Linked DNA regions of Mus musculus: region 1 is linked to region 2. A link is a contact called in public promoter capture Hi-C data. All regions are on one chromosome and are shown on one strand. The core of a region is the stretch at or near the end of the contact, and the rest is flanking DNA. Distances in the headings are between cores, read along the strand shown.

Region 1 (7,171 bases), core at 3,136-5,635, 79 kb after region 2:
CACATGTCTAAGTCTCCTTGGTCCTTACCATCCTTGACCATCTTGCCCTTCTCCCATCAGCTGTCACCATGAGGACCTCAATCCAATGCCTCACCTCAACCCCGTTCTAGTATGATACAAGGGAAAAACCAATTCATTGTAAATGTAGGACACCAATTACAGTAATAGAACAATTAATAGTCTAAGAAGACAAGGCTAATAGTGTGAAAAACAAAATAATCCCATCATACTTCAAGTTTCTTAGAACTACAAGGAAAACAAGAAACAATTTGGCTGTCATATGGCAATAAATACCGTCAAAGTAATAGTGTTAAGATGATGCAACATGTAGCTAGGGGGGTCACACTGACAATGTTTCCCCCTTTCTGGGATCACAGAATGTTCCATGACAGATAATGGACAACTGCTGCTTTTCCAGATGCTACTGACAGACACAAAGAAAGGTGTTTTGAAGCACCCACCTTGTTGAGGACATCTCGCTGGCAGCCAAGATAGAGATTGGGAAGAATTCGAGTTGGCCCAATGTTCGCAACAGGTAAGCAAGGCTGAGATATGCAGGTAGGGACTAGAGTGGACTTTCCTTCACAGAGGCCAGGGAAACAACGAGAGAACTCAGCAAAGCCACCTAAGAATAAACATCGTAAGGTTATGCCATGTACAAAGTCAAACAAACCAGCCCTCTGGGAACTACTTGACTAAAACCATTGAAAACAGAAAAATCAGACGGTACAGATGCAAGCAGGTAACACGATCTATGCACACATTCCTTCCTTTAGCTGCTGATGCTAAAACTGATGGAGAATCCAGCACTAACGTTAGCATATAAGGCTGAATTACGGATGTGCAAGTTCTGAGGACACTGAGGGCCTTTCTTTGACAGTCTCTTAAATCTTCACATACCCTACGGCATATGCCCCTCCTTTCTCTCTCCATTAAAAATGTTATTTATGGGACATATAAAAGGAGGATTTTAATAGCAAAGAAGTCAAAAATAATTATTCGCAATAGTAAACAAATGGATATTTTAAAAAGTGATAAATTGAATGTTACTTTTTAGAATACAAATAATGTTGTAAATTCTTCTGAGATTCAACTTTAAGTCTCTCAACCATACAAAAGAATATTTGGCAGTAGTGGCGGGATAAGACAAGGTCTTGAGAAACCTTCCAACTTACTTTGTGGCTGAGAGTGACCTTGAACTTCTCTGACCTCAGTCTCCAGAGTGCTGGGGTTCAGGTTGTACTACTTGCCTGATCATTTTTCTTAAGATATCAAAAACATACCTTACTCTTTAAAAATGTCTCTGTAGCCAGTCATACGGTTCTGTAGCAGTTAGTCACTGATTTCTACAACTCCTTTTCAGTAAACACTACAAAAAAGTGTAGTTGGATCCTAGATCATTCAGAGTACAAGAATTCTGTGGCAAGAGTCTTGGGTTCAGGTTTGGAAGTTGGGCTTGTTTTTTTCCTCAGTCTCTCTCTTCCTCTCTTTTCTCTTTTTAAAAGTGGGTTGGGAGGTATGGAGGCCAGAGAACGACTTGCTGAAGTCAGTTCTCTTTTTCTATCACATGAGCTGTAGGGATGGGACTCGGGTTATCAGGCTTAACAGCAAAGGCCTTTCCCTACTAAGCCACCTCATTAATGCCAGTCCATCCTTCTATTTCTAACGAACTGACCCACGGCCTTCAGTAAGTGTCATAATGTTGCCACAGTTCAAAAGTGACATCAGGGAGCATCTGAACGCCTCTGAAGGGGAAAAGTGTGGCTAAGGTCTCACAGGACCTTCCAATTTCAATAAAGATGCCTTCTATCCAAATGAAAACACAGGAACCATACTGGTTTTGATAAAATTCCTTACTATCCAAACTGCTACCTCTTAAGATCTCAACTCAGGAACACTGATGATTAGAATTATAGAAAATACCTGCCTGACTCACATATAACTCAACTGGACACATATTTCTGTCTATGCTCAGTCCAGGGCCAGAAGCAGTGAGCAGGAAGTTGTAGCAACAATTAAGGTACCAGCAAAATATAAGACAACATCCCTACCTCCAGTGCATGTATTTGTAAGTGTAAAACTGTTCTTGCACATGGGCAGTTGAAAGGTCTTAAGCTAAACTGGTGGACAGAGCAGGTGTAGCAGGTCCACTGTGGAAATCACGAGTCACTTTGTACGATGGCAAGGCCCTCAAGATCTATGCCTGTATGTGCTTTATTTCCATCACTTCTAAACATGGCTTCCAACCACAGAGAGCTCCTTGTTATTTCATACTGCAGGACACCACCACTCTGCCCTGCACCATACATGCACACATATGAGCCCAGTGACCAAGAAAGTAGGGAGAGCAAGTTCCTGTGTCCAAGTTTACTCCTTGCTCAACACAGTCTGATGTCTGATGTGGTAAATCTACTGAATCCCCAACTCCTTGTTTTCTCATCTGTAAGAAGGATTCTAAAAGGATTACCCGGCATGCCTACAATATTTTTCGTGTGGCACCCAGCAAACACTCAAGCAGGTATCAGTAGCTAGTACTCCATGACAGCAGTCATCTTCCATCCTAGCACCTCTTTAGGATCGCCTAAGACACAAAGCAAAAGGCAGAGACTCAGCCTTAGAGTCTAAGGTTACATTTCCCAAGGGAGCTACAAAGCACTGGTGTCCTGAAAGAAGCTGTCAGAGGGGAATTGTCTACAAAGTAACAGAAATACTGCCTATCTCATCTCCCTGAGAGTGTCACAGCTCCTATTAACATATTAAGGACTCCCACAAATGTTATCTCCAAAGAAAGTGGTTTAATTTCCTTAAGTCAAATAAGCATTTCCAAGCTGACTGAACCATGGCAATCCCTCTAAAATCGTTAGCTGCTAGTGGCATTCTATACGAGCAAGTGCTAGACTGGAACTACTGCAACTTCCTTGGCCTACAAGTGTAACCGCTGATGATCTGGGGCAGGCAGCATGGGCTCACAAATGTCCACTGTTTAACATTTCTCTCAGGATTTCTGGTTATAGAATATTGTTGCTGTTAGGTAAGGCCCAGCAACTGGGCCTTACAGCAACATAGTGAAGGTTCTCACATTTCTTTGCTTAGCTTATACCAACCAACAGGTACTATTTTATAATTATATGATTAAAATTTCAACTTCTATACATTGTTATTTAACCTAAGAATTGTTTCATGGGACATCTGTCATTAAAAACTAACAGAACCATGTTCCAGTAAAATATTCTCGGAGAAATTAAAAAAGAAAAAAAAAAACCTCTTGAATTTATTTTAAATTTGTAAATAATCATACTGAAAAGTAACAACAGAATATATTGAACTCAAATTCTGAGAAGCAACTGGGACTACAGGGGTGGCCTAATATCCTTGATTCTACAGGCATCGTCTCAGTCTTCAAATAAGCTCTGCAGTACATGTCATTTCTACTCCTGTTTATATACAAGAGCACATTCTATAATACTTAGCAGAGCTAAGGTATGAGTCTACTTCTTTTTTTGGTTTTTGGTTTTTTTGGTTTTTTTTTTGGGGGGGGCGTTTCGAGACAGGGTTTCTCTGTGTAGCCCTGGCTGTCCTGGAACTCACTTTGTAGACCAGGCTGGCCTCGAACTCAGAAATCCGCCTGCCTCTGCCTCCCGAGTGCTGGGATTAAAGGCGTGCGCCACCACGCCCGGCTATGAGTCTACTTCTTAACTATTCGAACTTCCCTTTGTGGGCAAGGAAAGTCTTACTGCTATCTAGGATCGGCTTGTCCAGTTGACTCGACCAGAGAGCGTAACGTGTGTGTGTGTGTGTGTGTGTGTGTGTGTGTGTGTGTGTGTGTTTGTGTGTGAAGCTTTGATTAGAGAGAAGATAGACAAGGGGACCCAACATGACCAGAGATAAGAGACTTACTAAATACAACTGCTGCTAAAATCTCTTCCATAAACAATGTCTATTAGTCTTATTTACAGAGCAATGGGTAAGGGATTCTGGCAAGGAGCATGGATGACCCAAAAGCAGCCACACTGGAAGGTTTGTATGATGGTTGATTTCTCCCTCATATCCCCCTTCCCTAATCCTCCAAATATACTGTAGCCTTCCCAGAGACCAGAAGCCACAAGCTTAAGGCAAGTGAGGCCTTGCTGCAAAATAAAACGTAAGTTGTTGGGTATTTTCAACTAATATTTAGTACAAACAGTCGGACTTTAAAATATTTAATAGGTTTCAATGAATTTGGAACTTTCATTTAGTGCTCAATCTCACTTGAAATGTCCCAAACTGTGAACTTACAGAAAATACTACATCAGCCAAAGAGTACATTTTCCTGCTCTTTATGACAACATCCACTCTGCTGACATCCTCTTTCATTGACAGTGTTTTCCATTCACTGACCTTTCATTCACTGTTGTATTCTAGTGACTCCAGTTTCATTTCATTAATTAACAACAGACTAGACACTGAAGATCTACTCTGAACCTTTAAAAACTATCTGTGGCCTCATCAGCAAATGAGTTTCAAAATATCTAAACTACCCCCTTTCCTTTCAAAGATTCTCTTGCAAACAAGATCTACATCAAAAGAAAAGAACACACAGCTCATTTATATATACTTTGTTCCTAAGAGCTGCAGATACAAACTAAAAGCAGAAGGTTATCTGACTTTGTTATAAAACTTGCTGTCATAAGCAATCCATGTTAGTGTATTACAAAACCTGTACCATCAGGGCACTGCCCCATTCCCTTGTGGAAAGCCATATTTTAAAAGTTATCATGGCCTTGTCTTGTTAATACTACCAACTTTCTACCCTACATTCTATGTTGTTTATCAGCAGGAATGAAGAAAATGTAAAATGGCAGTAACACAAATGTGTGTCCCTCACACACAGCTGAACTTCAAAAGAGCTGCACACTAGTCCCTGGAGTTCTCAAGTGTTTACCAGGCAGGTAGACACGTCCCGAGACTCCTGGTCTGGAGAGAAACGGAGATGGAAAGAATGACGGACAGACTGCAGCGCTGCTGCTTGTTAATCTTCCACCATCCAACCAAAAGAATGCGTGTGTGGAAATAAAATGTGCTACTCTGGACACAGAATGCATTTGCTATAGCTTCAAAGGCATATGTCATTTATATGTCCATGTATTCTAACTCAGCCAAGAAAAAGTTCTCCCCTGAGGGTGCCTCCTTCACAACTGCAATCAAAAGTATTATTTTCGTTAAAAAAAAAATCACTATGAAGTATCAATGCATTGTGGTGGGAGAAAATACGCCAAGTAAAATAAAATGCTTAAGGTTCTGCTAAACAGTCCCAGTCACTTCTCTTTCTTGGTTCATTTGTAATCAGCTGTAAAAGTTATTTTCTAAAAGACAAATATTTACATAATTATCAAAAGTGATACTTTACTTCAGCACAATAACACTTCATTTTTAACTAATTAATTTTTATTTTATTTTTGAGATAGGATCTTGTTGTATAAGTATAGCAATTCTAAAATTCTCCATATGGGCCATACAGGCTTAAAATTTGCAGCAATCCAGCCGGGCAGTGGTGGTGCATGCCTTTGTTCTTGGGAGGCAGAGGCAGACAGACTTCTGAGTTCGAGGCCAGCCTGGTCTACAGAGTGAGTTCCAGAATAGCCAGGACTACACGGAGAAACCCTGTCTCGCACCCCTCCCCCAAAATTGCAGCAATCCCCCTACCTCCACATCCCAAGTCCTGGGATTAAAGGAGTATACACCCGTATCTAGCTTCTCAACTTTTCTAAGCCTCAAATTCTAAAAATCAAACCATATCCCTTTAACCAAACTAATGATGGATGTCAACCACTTGGAGGTAAATTCTCTGCAAGAGAGAGAGAGCAAGCTTTCAAGCTTTCATTCCAGGCTTTCTTCAGACAGACACACCACTGGCACTTTGTTAAGTGACAACAATTGCCTAACATGGGAGGCAAAATTAAAGAAAACCACGCACCCCATCTTCTAAGTTAATTTTATGGATATATACAGAATGGTATTTATATAAAAATTTTACTTCCTGAAAAAAACATTTTCCCAGATATCATATGTAAATTTAACTTTAATTTTAAATTATCCATGTTTGTATCATTTTTGAGACAGTTCTCTAATCTGATGAGTTCATAAAACAAAACGTTCTGTGACGTAAGGAGAATTCCCTATTTGCTGAGCCTAGAATGTAGTGGGAACTGAAGCAAACCTTACCTCTAGAGGCGGTCTCTTTTTTGGTTTGGTTTTGTTGGGATTTAGTATCTACCCCTTTTATAAAATACTGGGCTGTATATGGAATCTACACACATGCATATACTATTTGATCATATTGAGAGTGTGGTTCAAGTTAGTTTTTAGAAAATGCTGAGTGTTTGATAGTTTACTGATCCTTTAACCTGTCAGACAATACACAACTGAGCCTAGAAACAACTTACCTTAAATACACACCTCCAGGGCTTTTAACAAATGCTTCAAATAACAAAGATCTTTCAAAAGAGTACAAGGGAGAGATGGCTCAATGGTTAAGACCACTGACTGCTCTTCCGAAGGTCCTGAGTTCAAATCCCAGCAACCACGAAGTGACTCAAATGAGATCTGATGCCCTCTTCTGGGGTGTCTAAAGACAGCTACCGTGTACTTACTTATAATAAATAAATCTTTGGGCTGCAGTGAGCGGGGCTGGAGAGGGAAGAAAAAGTGTCTAAAGTACAGCTAAAGTGTACTCTAAAGACAGCTAAAGTGTACTTATATATAATAAGTAAATCTTAAAAAAAAAATTCAAGGGCTGAGAGGCGACTCAGCAGTTAAGAACACTCGAGGAACACTTGTTGCTCTTCCAGAGGACCCAGGTTCAATTCCTAGCACCCACCTAACTACCTACAACCATCTGTACACAGTAGCTGTCTTCAGACACACCGGAAGAGAGTATTGAATCCCACTACAGATGGTTGTTGCTGAGAATTGAACTCAGGACCTGTGGAAGAGCAGTCTGAGCCTTCTCTCCAGAGCCCAACAAGTGCTTTAATAAGTAGGAGAACCAAATCTACAGACACAACCCTGTCTGGTCCTCTGGTCCAATCTGGATGAGAAGATGACAGCGGAGCCAACAGAATCAGAGACTCCTGGGAAGGGAGGATTTCAGAGGACCCTGCTTCCAACAGCATAGAAGGAGAATCATTAAGGA
Region 2 (6,883 bases), core at 2,941-5,440:
CTAGGACTCAGTCTCAGGCCTTCATGCATGCTAGACAACACTGTCTCGAATGAACCTCATCCCTGCTCAGAGGATCACAGGTTCAAGGCCAGCCTGCACTACAGAGTAAGACCTTGTCTCACCCCACTTCCAAATTTCTCTCTTCAAATACTATCTTTATCACTGTTTAATTTCAGTTTGGTTGAATAAATTTTGATTTTCTTTTTTCATTTCCCCTTTTCTGGGTGCTTCAGGGTTATGCCTTTTTATTGTCTTGTTTTTAATCTTTACTGGGGCCTTTAAACTTTTACATTAAGATTTAAGCCATGGTTATCCGAGGCTCTCAGTACACATCTCCTCCTCCTTATTTGAGATAGCCTTGTAGGGCATGCTGCTCCCACTTCTGGCCCCTGGATCTCCCGAGAGCACACGCCAGGTTCTTTGTATCTTTTGTGCTTGCTGTCACACAGTCTTCCTGTGTGCTGTAAATGCACTCTATCTGACTGTTCCTGCCTTTTGCTTTAGGTCGGGTGTTGGCAAACATTTTCTTTAAAGGCGTGGTGGTAGTTTAGGCTTTGCAGGTTCTCTGGCCCTTGTTATAAGAGCAACCACAGGTGATGGATGAAAGAATGAGCGTGACTGTATTCCTATGTAACCTGACTTATAACAGCCCAAAGGAGTAAGATTCGGCCTTTGGACCATGCTTTGTTGACTCCCACTTCAAACGCTCAGTGAGTTGGTGATTAGCCATTCCCAGAGACTCCCCTTTCCTTAGGTAGGTCCAGGTTTCTGTTTGCCATCCTGCTCCTCCCTAGAGGACTTCCCTTAGCATTTCTTGCAGTGTAGGTCTGCTAGTAATAAGACTCTTGCCCTTGTTTATTTTTCTGAAAAAGTCTTTATTTCTCTCTAGTTTGTTCATAACTATACTCTATGAAGGAAATATTTACTTTTACTTTATGTACATGCATGTGTGTGCATCACAAGCACACAGTGCCCAAAGAATCTAGAAGAGGCCATCATATTTCCAATGTTTTAGTTAGGGTTTCGTTGCTGTGAAGAGACATCATGACCAAGGCAATGCTTATAAAAGAAAACATTTAACTGGAGTTGGCTTACAGGTTCAGAGGTTTAGTCCATTATCATCATGGTAGGAAGCATGGTAGCATCCAAGGAGATATGGTGCTGGAGAAGGAGCTGAGAGTTCTACATCTTGATCTGTAGACACTAGGAGACTGTGTGGCAACACTGGTTATAGCTTGAGCATAGGAGACCTCAAAGCTCACCCCCATAGTGACACTCTTTCTCCAACAAGGCCACACCTCCAAATAGTACTATTCTCAATGATGAAGCATTGAAACACATGAGTCTAGTAGGCCATTCCTATGAAACCATCACACCCTAGAAGTGGCCTTACAAATGGTTGTGAGTTAACATGTGGGGCTGGGAACAGAATTTGGGTCTTTTAAGCAGACAGTGCTCTTAACTGCTAAGCCATCTCTCCAGCCCTCTCCTTAGGATTTTATTTTATTTTATTTTATCTTATTTTATTTTATTTATATGAGTACATTGCAGCTATCTTGAGACACAGTAGAAGAAGGCATCGGATCTCATTACAGATGGTTGTGAACCACCATGTGGATGCTGGGAATTGAACTCAGGGCCTTGAAGAACAGTCAGTGCTCGTAATTGCTGAATCATCCTCAGTTTTAAAAAATGGTTCTTGTTTTTGTTCTTTCTGTATCTCTATTCTTTGTCTTACTTCAACAAATTTTCCTTTAATTCTTTTTAAAGTAAGATATAGTTTAAACACCACACAGTGCACCTGTCTTATTATGTAGTTCTGAGAATGTTGATGGATCCATACCATTGTGTTAGCATCCTCATAACCACAGTATATAGTAATCCCTCCATTCCTCAGAACTTGTGCTGTGCACCTTTGTGGTCAGTTTCATCCCTTACCTGTGTGCCCACCGCCATTGCTCTGCTCCCTGATCCTGGAGTTTACCTTTCCCAGTGCTGTATAGAACCATGCGGCACGCATCCTTTAGAGTCTGTTTCTTTTTCCACTTAGAGTAATGCAATCAAGAGTTATTCATACTATCAAGAGCTTGCTCCCTTTCATTCCTGGTGTTTGATTTTATGTATGTATCATAGTTTGAATATTTTTTAGTTGGAGAAAATTTGGAATGTTTCAAATATTTGACAGTTATAAACAAAGACACTGTAATAGCAGTTTTATGGAAGTTACAATGTATGTCAAGATGGCTTTTAAAAATATTAAATGAAGCTGGCTATGGAAGCACATGACTTTAGTTTCAGTAATTGGGAGGAAGAGGCAGGCAGATCTCTGAGTCTGAGGCCTGCCTGGGCGATAGAGTGAGTTCTAAGACAGACAGAACTATACAAAGAAACTGTGTCTCAAAACAAAAACAAACACAAAGAAACAAAAAACTCAAACACAAATTTAATGAACCAGTGTACATTGAACAAGGACTATCTGAACATTCAGGTTCATAATATTCTGCAAGCATTATTAAGACTTCCAAAATAGAAATGCCTTTTATTCTCATAAGGTAAAAAATTATAGAGTAGTTGTTTTCTGGGCTGAGGTGGTTCCTTGAGTGACATGATTTTTGTGTCACTCAGGCCTCTGATTGCAAACCTACATGCATTCCATGTTGGTCTGTCTAGAGTTTGACCTATGCAACTGAGCACCTACTCCAAGTGCAATCTGGGTCCTCTGTGTCTTTCCACAGGCTGGACCTTTTTTATATGCATGCTATATTCCTTTCAGTATAGCTCAAGTTAAAGTTTCTCAGTAGCACATTCCCTTGAGTCCTGTAAAACCCTAAAGTATTTTCACATGCTTTGACTTTAAGCCACACCTCCCCACCATCTGGTTTTCCAGATAGTTTTCAGATTGCTAGTATAAGATAAATATTGTTTGACCCCATTGTGAAGTTATGTTTCTGTATTGTTGAAGCTTTTTGCTTTTTCTATTTCTATAATTTTTACAACTAGCATCCTAAGTGGAAAATTTCAGATGACCTTAAAATGCTTAACAGGGCAGAATCCAAATGTAAAGGCTATAGGAGATCACATAATACTATTCTTGACAGAGCAAGAACTCTTTCTGTCTGGTAAGTTTTGAAATTACCTAGGTTTACCTTAGGATTTTAAGAGGATATTGCTAATGTTATGTGCAACAAGTGACAGATAATGCTGCTTATTTATTGACAGTTTTTGTTTGGTTTTGAGACAGTCTAAAAGGCTTCATGTGCACTGTGTAGCTCAGGATGACTTCCAATGCCCTACCCTCTTGTCTTTACCTCCATGCTGGAACTTAGGCATGGGCCATGATGCCCCACTTACAGGTTTCTGGGGCTCTAACCCAGGTCCTTGTATATGAGGCAAGCATTCTATCAATGAAGTATATCTTCAGCCCCTTGTTCTGGTTTTCTTTCCTTTTGAGAACAGTCTTACATAGTCTAGGCTAGCCTCAAACTCACTAAATAGCTGAGACTGGCCTTCAGCTCCTGGGATTATATGCCTGGGATTATATGCCTGGGATTATATGCCGTCATACCTCATGAAAACTTAAGATCATGATTATTTGTTTTCTGCAGTGTTGGAGATTGAACCCGGTTTGTGCAAGACAAGCAAGTGCTTTACATCTGCGCTCTCTCCCTGGCTCCCAAGAGACTCATTAGTATTTTATTATCAGCACTGTGCTTATCTGCATACCATCAATGCAGAGTTTATTATGATAGCCTATTCCTTACTATTTTATATATTTATTACTAGTACAGTGCTTAATTAAAATACAGGGATTTTTTTTCCTGAGACTTTAAGCTACTGTGTACCATACCAGTTAAACACAATGACAATAACCAGGAGATAAAAAACACACAATTGAAAACAGTAAAACTTTTATTTTAAGACCTGGCCTAACCCTCAAATAAGAAAAATAATAGTGTCAAGGCTGCCAGTTACTTAGACTGTGTGACATCAACAAAGAGGAATGGTTGGCTGTGGATAGTTAATATCCAGCACAAAAGCAGTGTATCTGTAAACAAAGTAAAGTAAATCTAATAATGACACCCACTGTTGGTTTTGGATGTGATCATTGACCAGTGATAGATAAGCCTATCAGTAAACCCACCTGGTCAGACGGTACCTCATAATTCTACAGTAAGGGAAAGCAGGACAAAGGGTTAATAATTAATGAAAGTGACCACACGCATGAGGAGGATACACACAAGAACAGGGAAGAGCCATTTGAGACTGCTCTGAGTACCAGCAGGGAGGGCTAATATCAGCACTGGCCAGATAGCTGTTATTACCCTGCAGTGCTTCCCGGCAGCATCTAGGAAAGACTGAAACACAGTCTCAGGCAGCGCCACACAGTAAGGGCGTTATATGGAAACAGGACAAAGAGTTTCTAGATAGGAGCGTAACTCTTCGGTTAGCAGTGGGTAAAAGTCAGTCCTCTCCCAGCTTGCCATCAGTTCTGGCAAGGCACTATATTCCTGAGGTTTATTTATTTTGGCCTGTGTTCATCCCTATTTTGATTTTGGTAACACACACCTGAGCCTCAGTCATTTCAGTTTAGGGATAAAGTATAGGTTGTTGAGGCAAATTCTGTGAATTCAGTTAAAAAGCATATAGAAAGATATCTATCTCTGGCCAAAGTACTCTCTCAGACATGTATATTTATACATGAACACTTATAGACAGACATACATGTATGGTATGTGTATATGTACATATATGGGTGTATATGTGTATGTGGGTGTGCTTAACCAGGCAACTTTGTGTGGAAAATAGAGGTTCACTTTAGGGTCTTTCCTCAGTCACTGTTCCACCTTATTTTTCATTCTTATTTATTTATTTATTTGGTGTGTGTGTGTATGTGTGTGTGTGTGTGTGTGTGTGTGTGTGTGTGTGTGTGTGTGTGTGTGTGTGCAGGTATGTATAGAAGCCAGGGGAGGACGTCTGGTAGGTATCCTGGTCTACTGCTGTCTTCATTATTACCTAAGACATGGTCTCTCACTGAACCTGGAGCTAGATTAGACATGGTCTCTCACTGAACCTGGAGCTAGATTGGCACCAGCAAGTCATAGTGATTCCCCTGTCTCCATCCCCCACACTGCTGGGGCATAGGCACAGCCATGCTCATGCCCAGCTCTTGCTCTGTTTTGTTGTTTTATTTATTTTTTTAAGATTTATTTATTAATATACATAAGTACACTGTAGCTGACTTCATCTGCACCAGAAGAGGGCGTCAGATCTCTTTATGGGTGGTTGTGAACCACCATGTGGTTGCTGGGATTTGAACTCAGGACCTTCGGGAGAGCAGTCAGCACTCTTACCCGTTGAGCCATCTCGCCAGCCCTTGTTTTATTTTTTAACATGCGTTCCAAACTCAGGGTTCTCATGCTTGTACAGGAAGTGTTCTAACCCACTAGCCGTCTCCCAGCCTGTCACCTTATTTATTTTATTTGAGATAAAGCCTCTTACTGAACTACACTTGACGTTTTCGCTAGCCCGGTAGGATAGCAAACTCCCAGAGCTTCCTGCGTCCACACACTGTGCTGGCTTACAAGCTTGTGCTGCTGTAGCCAACCTTTTTTTGGTTGTTTTTTAATGTGGGTTATGGTCCTCATATATATGCAGAAAGTACTTTACCCACCCAGCCATTTCCCTGACCCTCACAAATAAATATATTCTAATGTGCATTTATAGAGTTTTTTCCTTTGGTGCAGGTGAACCCCTTCCAGGGCTTTCTATATGCTAAGCACATACACTTGGCTTCACACCTCTAATTATTTGGTTTTGTTGGTGTTTTGCTACTTGATTGGCTGCTGATGTTTCTGAAAGAGTCTTTCTATGTAATCCAGGCTGGATTCGAACTCACTGTGTAGCCCACGTGCTTTGACCTTGCAGTGATCTTGCCTCAACCTCTCAAATACTGAGGTTAAAGGCATGTAGCACCATGTCTGCTCTGCAGTTCTGTATGTTTTGCTGAAATCTTCATCAACCCTAGTTCTAGCAGTGTGTGTAACCCTTAGAGTGTGTGGTTGCTGCTGTATTTGGGCACAGATCTGAAAATGTCTAGTGATCATTTCATCTCCCCCCCCCCCCGGCCCCGGCCCCATTGCTTTTAACTATCTTGAGCTCCAGAGCAAACTAGCAGCCACCTCCTGCCTTTATGTCTTGCAAGCCTTTACTCCTGTACTGCACTAGAAGTTTTTGTCTTTTTTTGAGACAGGGTCTTACTAAAGCCCTGAAACTCACTATGTAGACCAGGCTGTCCACCTGCCTCTGTCTCGAATCAAAGAGGTGTGCTGCTACTCCCAGCACTAGACCTGACCTTTAATGCCTCAGCCTGCGAGAATAGAAGCTTTTCTTAGCTCACATCCTTCATCACCCTTCTTACCTTCCCAAGATTGCTAATGACACAGTTAAATAAATCACAGAAGAGAAAAGGGGAGGATATATGACGTGGCTGATGTGACTGTGCAAGGAGCATGCTAAAGTCTGTCCTAAGTGTACAGGGAAGAGAGTGTACCATGGGCAAGTAGAAAGCCGTAGTGTGAGTGAGTGAGTGAGTGAGTGAGTGAGTGAGTGAGTGAGTGAGGAGACACTGCTGAGGCGGTGGGTGAAAGCCGTAGTGTGAGTGAGTGGGTGAGTGAGTGAGTGAGTGAGTGAGTGGGTGGGTGAGGAGACACTGCTGAGGCGGTGGGTGAAAGCCGTAGTGTGAGTGAGTGAGTGAGTGAGTGAGTGAGTGAGTGAGTGAGTGAGTGAATGGGTGAGGAGACACTGCTGAGGCGGTGGGTGAAAGCTGTAGTGTGAGTGAGTGGGTGAGTGGGTGAGTGAGTGAGTGAGTGAGTGAATGGGTGAG

What was found. Capture Hi-C pulls out chosen DNA fragments and counts their contacts.
Region 1: a contact with region 2 is called in a promoter capture Hi-C map of liver. The contact joins two enhancer-like sites. A contact is called at or near these places in 1 of 15 datasets of contacts at CTCF or cohesin (CD8 T cells), 11 of 484 Hi-C or Micro-C datasets (ECoMG-derived neutrophils, the N1E-115 cell line, Sertoli cells and 6 more), 3 of 115 datasets of contacts at active chromatin or transcription factors (bone marrow-derived dendritic cells and embryonic stem cells) and 4 of 9 other capture datasets (adipose tissue, embryonic stem cells, liver and 1 more).

Annotation. Positions count from the first base shown.
Region 1 is chr6:134,739,351-134,746,521 of GRCm38.p6, forward strand. It overlaps Dusp16 (dual specificity phosphatase 16), which reads right to left. Exons shown (of 7, transcript NM_130447.3): 4 at 462-625. Among named protein-coding and RNA genes, the nearest start is that of Gm36328, 11 kb to the right of the region's middle. Within about 2 kb of position 4,386, at least 9 of the 459 cell types and tissues checked have an H3K27ac peak or open chromatin away from gene starts, as enhancers often do. A contact at or near this core is called in liver, where this site is marked.
Region 2 is chr6:134,660,546-134,667,428 of GRCm38.p6, forward strand. All of the region lies in intron 2 of Borcs5 (BLOC-1 related complex subunit 5), which reads left to right. Among named protein-coding and RNA genes, the nearest start is that of Borcs5, 23 kb to the left of the region's middle. Within about 2 kb of position 4,191, at least 18 of the 459 cell types and tissues checked have an H3K27ac peak or open chromatin away from gene starts, as enhancers often do. A contact at or near this core is called in liver, where this site is marked.